Linked DNA regions of Mus musculus: region 1 is linked to region 2. The links are chromatin contacts, called in public promoter capture Hi-C maps. All regions are on one chromosome and are shown on one strand. Each heading gives the region's core, a stretch centred on a gene start, on an enhancer-like site or on the middle of the called end of the contact. The rest is flanking DNA. Distances are from core to core; before and after follow the strand shown.

Region 1 (6,207 bases), core at 2,423-4,922, 130 kb after region 2:
GAGTAAAGGCATGTGCCACCACTGCCCGGCCATAAGAAGTACTCTTAACCTCGAGTCCTCTCCCCAGTCCTGGAAGCGCATTGGTTTTTTGTATGTGTGTAGTTTTGTGGGTTTGTTATTGTTGTTTTGCTTTTCTGAGACAGGGTCTCCCTGTGTAGCCCTGGCTGACCTAGATCTTACTATGTAGACCAAGCTGGCCTCAGATTCATAGGGATATGCCTGCCTCTGCATCTTGAATGCTGGGATTAAAGGTGTGTATTACTGTGTCCAGCATGTAAGCATATTGCTTAAAAATACATGCTGGGGGTGGGTGGGTAGAGAGATGGCTCAGTGGTTAAGAGCACTGACTGCTCTTCCAGAGGTTCTGAGTTCAATTCCCAGCAACCACATGGTGGCTCACAGCCATCTGTAATGGGATCTGATACATCTGTACATGCAGATAGAGCACTCATATATAAAGTAAATAACTTTAAAAAAATCCTTGCTGGAAATAAATACCCAGCAACGGGCAGTAACCACTGTTGTGGTTTGAACGTGAACTGGTCCCGCAGGCTGGTGTGCTGAAGCTTTGGCTAGCAACTCAGTCTGCAAAACTTTGGGAGATGGGACCTCACTGGAGGTTGTGGGTCACTGAAGTTATGCTCTTTGGGGACTATATCTTGTCATTCTGCCTCGCTGAGTCCCCTCTGTCACAGTACTCTGCCTTACCACACATCAGAGTGATGGTGATGGGGTCTGTCCTACTCTCCAGCACTGAAAATAAAAGTTCAACACTTTTTAAAAGTTAAAAATTTGCCTAACTGTAAGTTAACTTATGAGTTCTGTGAATGTGGAAGGCACACAAGGCTAAGGAGGCAGACCCACGTCAAGTTAGGTGTGATGTGTTCAACTTGTTGAACGGCATCTGCAGTATTCTATCATGCATCTTGTTGTTTGTTGAGCTAGGTCGCTATTACATAGCCCTAGCCATCCTAGCACTCACTATGCAGACCAGGCTGGTCTTGAACTCAGAACTAGGCTGGCCTACCTCTGTCTCCTAAGTGCTGGGATTAAAGACAAGGGCATGTGTCACCACACCCCCTGCTCCTGGCTCAGTCATTTTAATACTTGACCCTCACTTGGTCCTTAGTTGGCTGGGGAGGCTTAGACAGTATGACCTTGCCGGACTTGGAGGTTTCAAAGACTCTCAGTCATTCCCAGTTCGCACTTTGCTTGAAGCGTGTGGTTCAAGACACTAGCTCCAGATGTTTCTGCCACCATGTCGGCTGCCTGCTGCCATGGTTACCCGCCATGTAGATTCACATTCTTCTGTAGCTAGAGCCCCAAATAAACCTTTTGTCCCACTGTGGACATTCCACAAAAATAGAAAGGTAACTACAGGTACAGGAGCAGATACATTGCCAGCCAGGGCTGAAAGAGAGGAGACACAGAAAACAAAGCGGGGTGTGTGCTGACTCATTTCTGTGATGCCAACATTTGGGAGGCTGAGGCAGAAGGGTTGCTGAAAATTCAAGGGTAGCCTAAACTATATAATGAGACCTTCTCTTGACAGACAGACACACACACACAGAAAGACAGACAGACACACACACACATGCTCTCTCTCTCTCTCTCTCTCTCTCTCTCTCTCTCTCTCTCTCTCCAGACAGACTCCCATATATGCTTGTTACTAACTCGCACGCACACATGGAGGAGGAGGAAAATGGCCTATCAGACTCTTCCAAATTCCACCCTAAGGAAGTGTGGTAGTGGGAGCATCTCACCTGCGAACATGTAATGCCACTCAAGTCTCGGGAAGCAGTGTTCTGAGGCAGAACCAAGAAGCCGAGGGTGCAGCCAAAGCTCGCAGAGAGGGTCCCAGGCTTCCAGACGGAATCAACGAACTCTAATAGTTAATCAGATGGATTTGATAATTTTTGTGAATGAAGGCTTTCGTTTACCCATCTCCCTGATTTTTGAATGGAACATATCCCCAGCTGAGTTCTATGTCAGGCTCATCATTGTATGCCAAGTGGGGAAAAGATACCTTGTCTGTTTAACGTCACAGGCTCATAGGAAGAGAGAGCTAATTCTATCCTGAAGGCTGCCATTCACATCCAGATCTCATGAAGGTGGATGGGGCTTTGAGCCCACAGTTGAAGAGACCTTGGTCCACTTCAGTTAGGAGTGAATGAATTTTGCAGATAAGAAGGTCATGAAAATGGGGTGTGGTGAACCATGCCTTTAATCTCAGCACAGAGGTGGGTCTCTGTGAGTTTGAGGCCAGCTTGGCCCACAGAGTGAGTTCTAGGACAGTCAGGGTTACACAGAAAAACCCTGCTTAGAGAGAGAGAGAAAGAGAGAGAGAGAGAGAGAGAGAAGAGAAGAGAAGAGAAGAGAAGAGAAGAGAAGAGAAGAGAAGAGAAGAGAAGAGAAGAGAAGAGAAGAGAAGAGAAGAGAAGAGAAGAGAGAGCATGGATATGATAGGGTCCAGGTCTAGGACTGTGTTTGCTTAAGTGGCCCCTCACTACCCCCTATCTCTGAGGGTTGACATCTCATAGACTCCCCTTTTACTGAGCTGTAGGACCTACAGAGACTTCTAGATGCCAAGAACCCATGCCACTTGGGCCCGTGGTTTAGAGTCTTACTTTGCAATAGATGGTTGTTGGTGTGATACCCAATCTTTGTTGTCATCTTGCCGGGACTTGGTCACCTAGGTGACACATTCTGGGCTTGTCTGTGAAGGTTTTTCGTTTCGTTTTTTTTTAAAAGATTTATTTATTTATTTATTTATTATATGTAAATACACTATAGCTGTCTTCAGACACTTTTTCTTCTCTCTCCAGCCCTGCTCGCTCTGGACCAAAGATTTCTTCATTCATTATGTGTAAGTACACTGTAGTTGTCTTCAGACACCCCAGAAGAGGGCATCGGATCTCATTATGAGATGGTTGTGAGCCACCATGTGGTTGCTGGGATTTGAACTCAGGACCTCTGGAAGAGCAGTCAGTGCTCTTAATCTCTGAGCCATCTCTCCAGCCCCCTCGTTTTTTTGTTTTGTTTTTTTTTTTGTTTTTTGTTTTTTGTTTTTTTCCGAGACAGGGTTTTTCTGTGTAGCGAAACTCAGAAATCCGCCTGCTTCTGCCTCCCAAGTGCTGGGATTAAAGGCGTGCGACACCACCGCCCGGCTCGTGAAAGTTTTTCTAGAAAAGTTTAATGGAGGAGGGAAAACCCACTCTGAGCTGAAGGTGCTCTCCTGTGGGTTCTCATCCTGAAGAAAAATGAAGAGGAGAAAGCAGAACACCAGCTTCTCCCTCCCCTCCCCCTCCCTCTCTCCTTCCCTCTCCCCACACCTCCTGAGCAACTCACCACCACCCCTGCTCCCACCATAGTTGTTCAAACTAAGAGCCAAAATGAGCCCCTCTTTCCTTAAGTTGCCTTTATCAGTGATTTCATCCCAGCATGGGGGGGGGAGGGGCGGGGGGGGAGGGAGAAGGCTAAAGGCCGAGAGAACAGGTCGTTAACAGGTTGCTTTGCGGTGGCTTCCGAGACCCCTCCCTGCTCTGGGTCCCCACCCCTACAAATCTGACTACAACTCAAGCTGTTGCCAGGATCTCTGCTTCTCCTGATATCTGTATCGGAGCTGTTCTTAGCCGCTAGTCTGTTTCCTCCCGTTTCCTCCCGGAAAGCTCGTGCTGAGGAGAGAGGCAGGTTTCGGCTTCCTGGAATCGCCACAGAGAGAAAATAACCAGATTGCTGAGCCTCCTGCGAGTCCGAGACTCTTACCCCTACTCTGACAGGCCTGATCTGCTGCCTGGCGTCTTTCTGTACCAGTCTCTTCCTCCGAGGAAGGCTGCGGACTCACTGGCCTCTGCCAGGAGGATGATTGACAGCTGGAGCTCCTAGTGGGGCTCATTAAGAGTAGCTGGGTGGGCTACGGGGGTCTCGAGCTGCTGCCCTCCCCTGCCAGGCCCAGGCCCAGGCACCGTGCTAAGAGTGGATTGCGGTCTCCCAGTCTGGATGTCCTTTGCATCCCACCAGCTTGAGGCCCCAGCTGTGTCCCCCGGTAGAGGATCAGGCTCTGCTCCCACAGGCCTGGAAGTCAGTCTGGAATATTCATGAGTTGCAGAGCCTCATGCCCTCCAGCCCGCAGGGCTACACCACCCCTCCCAGCGCCCCCCGCCCCTCATTCCATCCCCCTGGCACGTGCTCCTCACTGCCTTCTGTCCAGACACCAGGAGCCCGCACCTCTCCCAGCTCCGCATCTCTCTCAAGAAGCTACTTGTAGTCTTGCAACATGCTGGACCTGCCTGTCATCGTTTTGGTTTGCAAATCGAACCTGTGAAAAGCTTCTTGCCCTGTGTGATATTAAAAACCAGGTGTAGACACTGCTTTGTCTGACATGGCGAGAAGTTGCCGCAGCCATAGTTGTCGGTTTGATTCAACTCTGTCGATGTCTCTACTGTTACTCCACAAATAAAGGCAAAAAAAAAAAAAAAAAAAAAAAAAAAAAATCAGCTTTTTCCATTGGGAAGGGAAAAGACCGTTATTTTTTTGCCAGATGTTCAGGAACAAGGACCTTGTTAGTTATTCGTGTGTATGTGGAGTTGTGTGTATCAGTAGAGATGTGCATAGAGGCGTTGGATCTCCTGAAGGTGGAGTTGCATGCAGGCTCTTGTGAGGCACCCAAAGTGGGAGCTGGGTACTAGTCCTTTGCAAGAGCCATATGTGCTCAACTGACAATGCTAAGCTAGCTCCTAGCGGGGCTCATTAAGAGAAGCGGGGTGGGCTCATGGATCCAAATCCAGTCTTAGTTACCCCCAACTTGGCAAGTTGAAAGGCCACTTCTGGGCAGTAAAGCCCCTGGCTCCCTCCCAAGGACCTGGTCACTATCCTCTTCTCTTGGTTCTGCTCTCCGTGGGACAGGGACAAATCTGAGGATCGTGACCACTCCCTTCTCACTGGGCTCAGTCAGCAGAGAATGGGGGCTGTCAGCAGAATCAGAATAGTGAAAGGGGTGCGGAGGGGCAAGTGGGGATCCTAATGAAGGAAGAGGTGTCATGGGTAACAGGACCCCGGACCATAGAGTGACTGACACCATGTTAGAGGTACCATTCTGACTTTAAAACCCAGCATGTAGGCTCCAACAGCTGACGAGCTGTTCATAGTTCCAGGAAAGTCCCCAAATAAAAAGTATCTGAAAGTGCTAACTTTGCTTTTTGGCTTTTGTAGTTCTGTGTCCTTCTAACTGAAGTGTGACAACCAGAATATAGTGTTTATATGTAAAAGACATGTACAGGGCACGGCATGTAAGGCTTGGGGCTGCAGGATGTGGGCAAGTTCTCCGTGCAGTCACCGGCCAGCTATAAGAGCTTTTCCTGGCTTTAACAGTCTTAGTGTGGTACTCTCTGGTGGGCATCTGGTACTTACAGCATTGGGGATGCTCTGAGCCTGAGCACCAGAGTCCATCCACAGGGAGGTTCTAGAGGAAGCATCGGTTTGACACTTGTCCTTAGGTCATGTCTGGCCTCTGAGCTCTACTCTCCACATCTGTAAAACGGTACCACAATGCCTTCCTTAAAGGTGTATCGGGAAGACCCCATGGCATGGCATGCGACTGCAGGGTGCCGAGCGGAGCACAGCATGGTAAGTGATGCGGAAATAAACCCTGAGAGGATAGTTTTTCACATTTTTTTTTCCCCTTCAAGACTGGGCCTCGGGGGCTGGTGAGATGGCTCAGTGGGTAAGAGCACCCTACTGTTCTTCCGAAGGTCCAGAGTTCAAATCCCAGCAACCACATGGTGGCTCACAGCCATCTGTAACAAGATCTGACGCCCTCTTCTGGAGTGTCTGAAGACAGCTACAGTGTACTTACATATAGTAAATAAATAAATCTTAAAAAAAAAAAAAAAAAGACTGGGCCTCATTATATAGCCTTGGCTGGCCTAGAACACTCTATGTAGACCAGGCTGGCCTCAGACTCACATGTTCTCTACCTCCCATGATGGGATTAAAGGTGTGTGCCATCACAGCTCAGCCTTTTTTGTCTCTCACCACCACCCCCTCCCCCCCTTTTGGGTTTTGAGAATGGTTCTCACTCTGTAGTCAAGGCTGGCCTGGAACTCATGGTCCTCTCACCTTACCTTATCCCTCTCTGGGATGTCAGGTGTGCTGGGATGTCAGGTGTGCTGGGATGTCAGGTGTGCTGGGATGTCAGGTGTGCTGGGA
Region 2 (6,103 bases), core at 1,661-4,160:
GAGGCCCAGAGCTGTCCAGGGCGGAAACATCTCTCATCTGGAGTGCCATCACCTGCCCTGGCCTGCCTGTCTCATCTGGCCCTGTCAGCCCAGGCTCTCAGCATTTGTCATTCCCACCCCATCGCTCCAGCACTGGTGAGCATGTCTTAGGAGTGAGAAACCTGGGAATCTATGTGCTCGCCTTTGTGCCCCATGCTCTGGTCCCTCCCCACCCCTTACAATCTGGTACCCCCACCCCCTCCCCGCCCTCTCCTTGTCTCTGCATTATCTTTAACTTTGTCCCCTGCCCCCTACTGTTTACACAGCTGCGGAATGAGGGGATGCAGCTTCTCCTGTTTGCAAGCCCAGGGTTAAATATATGTGTATTTCCGGCTCCCCACAACTCAGGCATTGGGAATGCTATCCGGGGACCCAACCTCCTGTAAATAGACCGTGAGCTGCTAATGGCACTTTCTGGGGATGGAAAAGCATATTGAACCACTTACTGTGCATGACCTTATAGAGGATGCTGGTGTAGGCTTTCCTGAAGCCCAAGGAAGGGGCTGCTACTCCACAAAGATGAAGCTTCTGTGAAGCAAGTGACAGCCATAGACTGCCACATTGCAGACCTCGGGTTCACCAAAGTTCCAGCCAGAAACCACAATTAGAATAGAGACCTTTGAGTGGGGTAACCCGGAGCCCAAGACACGGCTGAGTGTTGTGGGCACACAGATAGAAATGAAAACAAAGCAAGACGAACTGTCTGGGAGTTCCTGTAGTATTTGGGGTGTCCTGCAGTGTTTGAGACAGTCATTTCTGGGACCACACCCCAGGGTAGATAGGAAAACTAGGCCAGATACTCTAGAAAGCATCACCTTAGCAAGAGCTGGCAGAGGCAGGCTCTCAGGTTAATTTGGATCTATAGAGATGAGAGAATTAACAAGAGACCTGGAGACACCGCCCTAATCTGGAGACACCACCCTAAGGTCTCAAGAGCACAGCATAGGACAAGCTGGTACCTTGATGGTGTGGTGGTCAACAGGCTTTGGATTTGGCCATTTCAGTCACCACAAATGTCCCTGAAATCCCTCACTTCTTTCTTGTCTACATCATCCTGCAGTCCTAGAAAGCCGGGAGACTTACAAGGCATCTGAGACTAAACGCAGAACTGTCACAGCCTTCATTTTGACTTTCCTCAAGGGGCTGAGCCTGGAGCCTTAGCGAACACACAACCCTCTTTCCTTTTCAACATCAGATCTAATTTACTCAAGTCTGGTCTTGAACTTACCAAGTATCTGGGGATGTCCTTAAACGTTTGACTTCCTGAATGTGGGGTCTACACAGTGTGCCACCATATCTGATTTGGTATTAGTAATAAAACCTAGGGCATCCTATATGCTGAGCATGTTCCCTCCCAGTGGAGCCTTACCTCCAGCCTCGAATGTCTTATGTTTAAGACTTTGCCTCACCTGTCCTACTCACTGGGGGGCCCCAGCAAAGGGGCCCAGAATCTTCAAGTTACTTTTGTTTTGAAACAGTCACTAAAAAGATCTGGGTTTAACACAGAAGTGGATGCTCACAGTCAGCTATTGAATGGACCACAGGGCCCCCAATGGAGGAACTAGAGAAAGCACCCAAGGAACTAAAGGGAACTGCAACCCTATAGGTGGAACAACAATATGAACTAACCAGTACCCCGGAGCTCTTGTCTCTAGCTGTATATTTATCAAAAGATGGCCTAGTCGGCCATCACTGCAAAGAGAGGCCCATTGGACTTGCAAACTTTATATGCCCCAGTACAGGGGAACGCCAGGGCCAAAAAGGGGGAGTGGGAGGGTAGGGGAGTGGTGGTGGGTGGGTGGGTATGGGGGACTTTTGGTATAGCATTGGAAATGTAAATGAGCTAAATACCTAATAAAAAATGGAAAAAAAAAGATCTGGGTTTTGTTAGGCATGAAGATACATGCCTGCAGTCTTGATGCTGAGGCAGGAGGATTGCGCAAGTCAAGTGTCAGCCTGCTTGGCCTACATAGCAAGACCCTGACGCAAATAAAACAAACAATATATGGGTCTCAAAGGATGCACTGAAAGGAGCATCAGGTGGTAGAGACCAAACCAGGACTCTGACCCCGGTCAGGACCCCGACCCTCTACAGAAGAACCTGGGAAGACCTGCTTCTAAAACCAAGAATCTGTCCAGGAGCCCACGACAAACGTGACCCAGATCAAAGAATGGAGTCAGGAAAGCTCTGCTAGTCTGAGCAGGGTGCTACAGGGCAACACAGGGCCACATGTTCACCCACAGCCACAGGGCCTGAGCTCATTACTCTCCTCAGGGTTGCTAAAGTCATCCCGCCCTGACCTATGTAGTAGTTGCTAGGCAGCCATGTTTTGTTGTCATCTCTAAAGGACGCATGACTAACACTTGGGTTGGTAGAGCACATCACAGGTATAAGGCCTAGCAGCCTCTTGGTCTCTCACAGGACAGAAGACACATTGCCTATGGCAATACCACAAGGCCTATATTACCGGAATAGAAACCTCCTCCTTCCTGCAGTGTCCCTTCAAAGCCCAGAGGATGATGGTAACCAACTGAGCACATGGTAAGTTCTGCCCTGAAGGACATGGAGACAGGGCAAGAATCTATAATCAAAATAATGTTTGTTTATTTGCTTGCTTGCTTTGCTTTGCTTTGGGTTAATATTGGGGTCTTATTTCTACTTAGTACACACCTGGGCTTAAACTGAAGGCAAATGAAAGCCACTCTGACAGTCATTTCCTTGCCCTCTCTCTGAATCCAATAGGCACCAGTGGTTAACAGTATGGTGGCAACAAGTGGGTCAAAGGTCAGCCCCTCAGCCAGGGCTGGTTTCCATGGAGATGAGTCCTATTCATCTAGCACACAGAGCCTCTTCACAGCCACTTACACACAATTGAGCTATTACTGGGAGCCCAGGAGAGCCGTGTCTGGACCACAGTGCACTAGACAGGGCAGGGTTTAATGGAGCTGATTAAATGGTAGTCAGGGAATTACCCAGAGCAGGATTTGGGAATACCCTTCAGAAACAACTTAAATCCCCAAGCTTCATCCCCATTTCCCTCGCACAGCTCCCTTGAATAGAGTCTCCACGACCAATGTCCCCTTTGTGTAGGACAATGGCAGTGTCTACATTCTGCTGCTTACCTCCCCTTTCTTCCCACATGCCTAGAGCTGAGAGGACAAACCCAGTCTGAGACCCTGCACCTTGACGGCCCCACCTTTAGCATCTTTATCCTATTCTAGGTACTCAATGGTATTTGTTTCGAGATAAGAGTCTTGTTATGTAGCCCAGGCTGGACTCAAACTACTGTCAAACAAAGACAGGCTCTTGTCTCTTGTTGCCTTAGCCTTCCCAGGAGCTGGGACTATACAGGCTTGTACCACCACACCAGCTTATGATGGCATGATTTAATTATATATTTTTTAACTATAGAGGTATCAACTCAAGGCTGAGACTATAGCTCAGCTGATAAGAGTTTGCCCTAGTAACATATAAATGAGCCATAATGGTACAGGGCTGTAATCCCAACAATCAGCGGATAGAGGCAGGAAGATGAGAAATTCAAGGTTACTCTTGGCTACATGGGGAGTTTGAGACCAGCCTAGGTTGCATGTGACTGCCTCGCAGAAAAATAGTTTAATTTCTGTTGCTATAATGTATCTTGGAAAGGGAGAAAAGGGAATCAAAGGGAAAACAGAATTTAATTCAGCTTACAATTCTAGGGTATAGTCCATGCACCATTAGGAAAACAAACAAACAAACAAAACCCATCAAGACAGAATCTTGAAACAGCTAGCCACAGCCAAGATCAGAGAGAAACAAATGCATCCGTGGACACTTGCTTGCTTGCTTGCTTGTTTGCTTGAGTCTAGGGAATAGTGCCACCCACAGGGGGCTGGGCTGTCTCACATTAGCCAATTAAGACAATCCCCCACAAATAAACTCACAGGCTAACCCAATGTTGACAATTCCTCATTGAGACTTTCAGATTAGGTGATTCTAGGTTTTGTCAAATTGACAGTTAAGGCTAACTATCACAGATAATGAGCTCAAACACTTACAAACTGGGTGGTGGTGATGGTACACGCCTTTGTTCCCAGCGTTCAGGAGGCAGAGGCAGGCAGATTTCTGTGAGGCAGAGGCAGGCAGATTTCTGTGAGTTTGAGGCCAGCATGGTCTACAAAGTGAGTTCCAGGACAGTTAAGGCTACACAGAGAAACCCTATGGGGTCAGGGAGAAGATGATATTCCCTCATTAAAAACTAACATGAGCGTGAAAACTAGAAACCGCTGAACTATTCCTCAATGACTGAATGATTGAATAAACAAGCTCAATGTGGAACACCACTTAGTGATGGAGAAGCACAGCTCCAGGCAGTCACATGGACAGATATCCTGAGAGAAGGAAGCAAGGCTCCCAAAACTGCACAGATACGAACCCCGAGAGGTCATCCTGGAAAAAGTCCAAACAGTAGGGATAAAGACTAGAATTGCCAGAATTAAAGGCTGGCTATAGGAGAACTACTGACTTTGAAGGAAATGGCCAGAAATATTATTATTCTAAAATTTAGAGCAATTTAGAATCTAGATGGTGACACTTCTACAATTTGAAGCCAGGCATAGTGGTGCATGCCTTTAAACCCAGTAATTGGGAGGCAGAGACAAGCAGGTCTCTTGAGTTCCAGGACAGCCAGAGTTTCATAGTGAGAGCCTGTCTCAAAAATGAAACAAAATGAAACCAACCAACCAACCAACCAACCAAAATAAAAAACAGTTGTATAATTTGCTAAGACTCCAAAAGCGAATTTTCTGGTATGTTTTGTGTGTGGTGCATGTTTCTGAGAGTGTACATGTACACTCAAGGATGTATATGCACATATACACAAGGATGTATATGTATATTATATGTATGTGTATATGTTTGCACATAGGTGTTGAGGCCATAGGGCATCTTCAGGTGCTGTCTAGGATTTTTTTTTAATATTTATTTATTTATTATATGTAAGTACACTGTAGCTGTCCTCAGATACTCCAGAAGAGGACATCAGATTTCGTTACGGATGGTTGTGAGCCACCATGTGGTTGCTAGGATTTGAACTCTGGACCTTCGGAAGAGTAGTCGGCGTTCTTATCCACTGAGCCATCTCACCAGCCCCCTAGGATGTTTTTTTGAAACAAGGTTTTAACCCCCCTGGCCTACAGCTCACCAAGAAGGCTAGGTACAGCAGCAGGCCTTTGGTCTACCCATCTTCCCCACTCCTGAACTCAGAGATCAAGTCGGTGGCACCATGCCTGGCTTTTAAGAAAAACTGAGCTCAGTCAGGGCTTCATCTCTGGTCCCTGTGACTCCATGGTATTTTGTGTCTCTCCATCCTCCGTGATGCCAGATCACAGATGCTTGGACTTGAGCTCTTCAAAGAGCACGGAGGAAACAGTGCTGAGTCCTCAGGCCAGGATAACACAGACATCTGCATTGTCCCCCAAGTTACAGCTGCGACCCTGTGAGCACAGTGCACCACTTTGAACTATGGACTGCTCTCTCCAGCCGGGCAAAGGTAAAGATGACGATTAAAAGTCAAAAGAAGGAGGAGGTGATGGACGCAGGCATTCACTCTAACGTCTGCCAGCATTGAGGAGGCGTCATCAGGACCTATAGTTTTGAGGCTTTCTGCTAAGTATGCTATGGGAAGATGCTCCTTAGTGAGAACAGAAAATAGCAGGAAAGGTGGGCCGGCAAGAAGGCTCAGCAAGCAAAGGCACTTGCTTCACAAGCTGGATGGCTTGGGTTCACTCCCCGGAATACACATGAAGGTTCCACAAAGCTGCTCTCAGACTTCCACAGTAGCAATTAGGATCTCGAGAGCTAACACCCACGCATTAGGCTGGAGAGAGCAAATGAGTCACAGAGGGTCCACGCAGCCTTCCCAGGACACTCATGTGCCTGCCGTGGCCAGTGTTCAGAAGAGCCTCAAACTCAAAGAAGTGTACAATCAGTATTTGATGAGCAAGAAATACTCCTGAAGGCAGAAGATTGTAGAAAATCGGATGAAGGAGAAATGGAGACTAAATCCACAGGGGAGACTTA

The links. Promoter capture Hi-C pulls out the DNA fragments that hold promoters and counts their contacts.
Region 1: a contact with region 2 is called in a promoter capture Hi-C map of embryonic stem cells. The contact joins two enhancer-like sites. A contact is called at or near these places in 5 of 39 promoter capture datasets (the C10 cell line, the HPC-7 cell line, cranial neural crest and 2 more), 3 of 484 Hi-C or Micro-C datasets (the CH12 cell line, spermatogonial stem cells and undifferentiated spermatogonia) and 6 of 115 datasets of contacts at active chromatin or transcription factors (craniofacial prominence, embryonic hindbrain, embryonic stem cells and 2 more).

The regions. Positions count from the first base shown.
Region 1 is chr6:72,821,484-72,827,690 of GRCm38.p6, forward strand. No RefSeq gene overlaps it. Among named protein-coding and RNA genes, the nearest start is that of Tcf7l1, 36 kb to the left of the region's middle. Within about 2 kb of position 3,673, at least 40 of the 459 cell types and tissues checked have an H3K27ac peak or open chromatin away from gene starts, as enhancers often do. A contact at or near this core is called in embryonic stem cells, where this site is marked.
Region 2 is chr6:72,696,776-72,702,878 of GRCm38.p6, forward strand. All of the region lies in intron 3 of Tcf7l1 (transcription factor 7 like 1 (T cell specific, HMG box)), which reads right to left. Among named protein-coding and RNA genes, the nearest start is that of Gm31249, 40 kb to the right of the region's middle. Within about 2 kb of position 2,911, at least 41 of the 459 cell types and tissues checked have an H3K27ac peak or open chromatin away from gene starts, as enhancers often do. A contact at or near this core is called in embryonic stem cells, where this site is marked.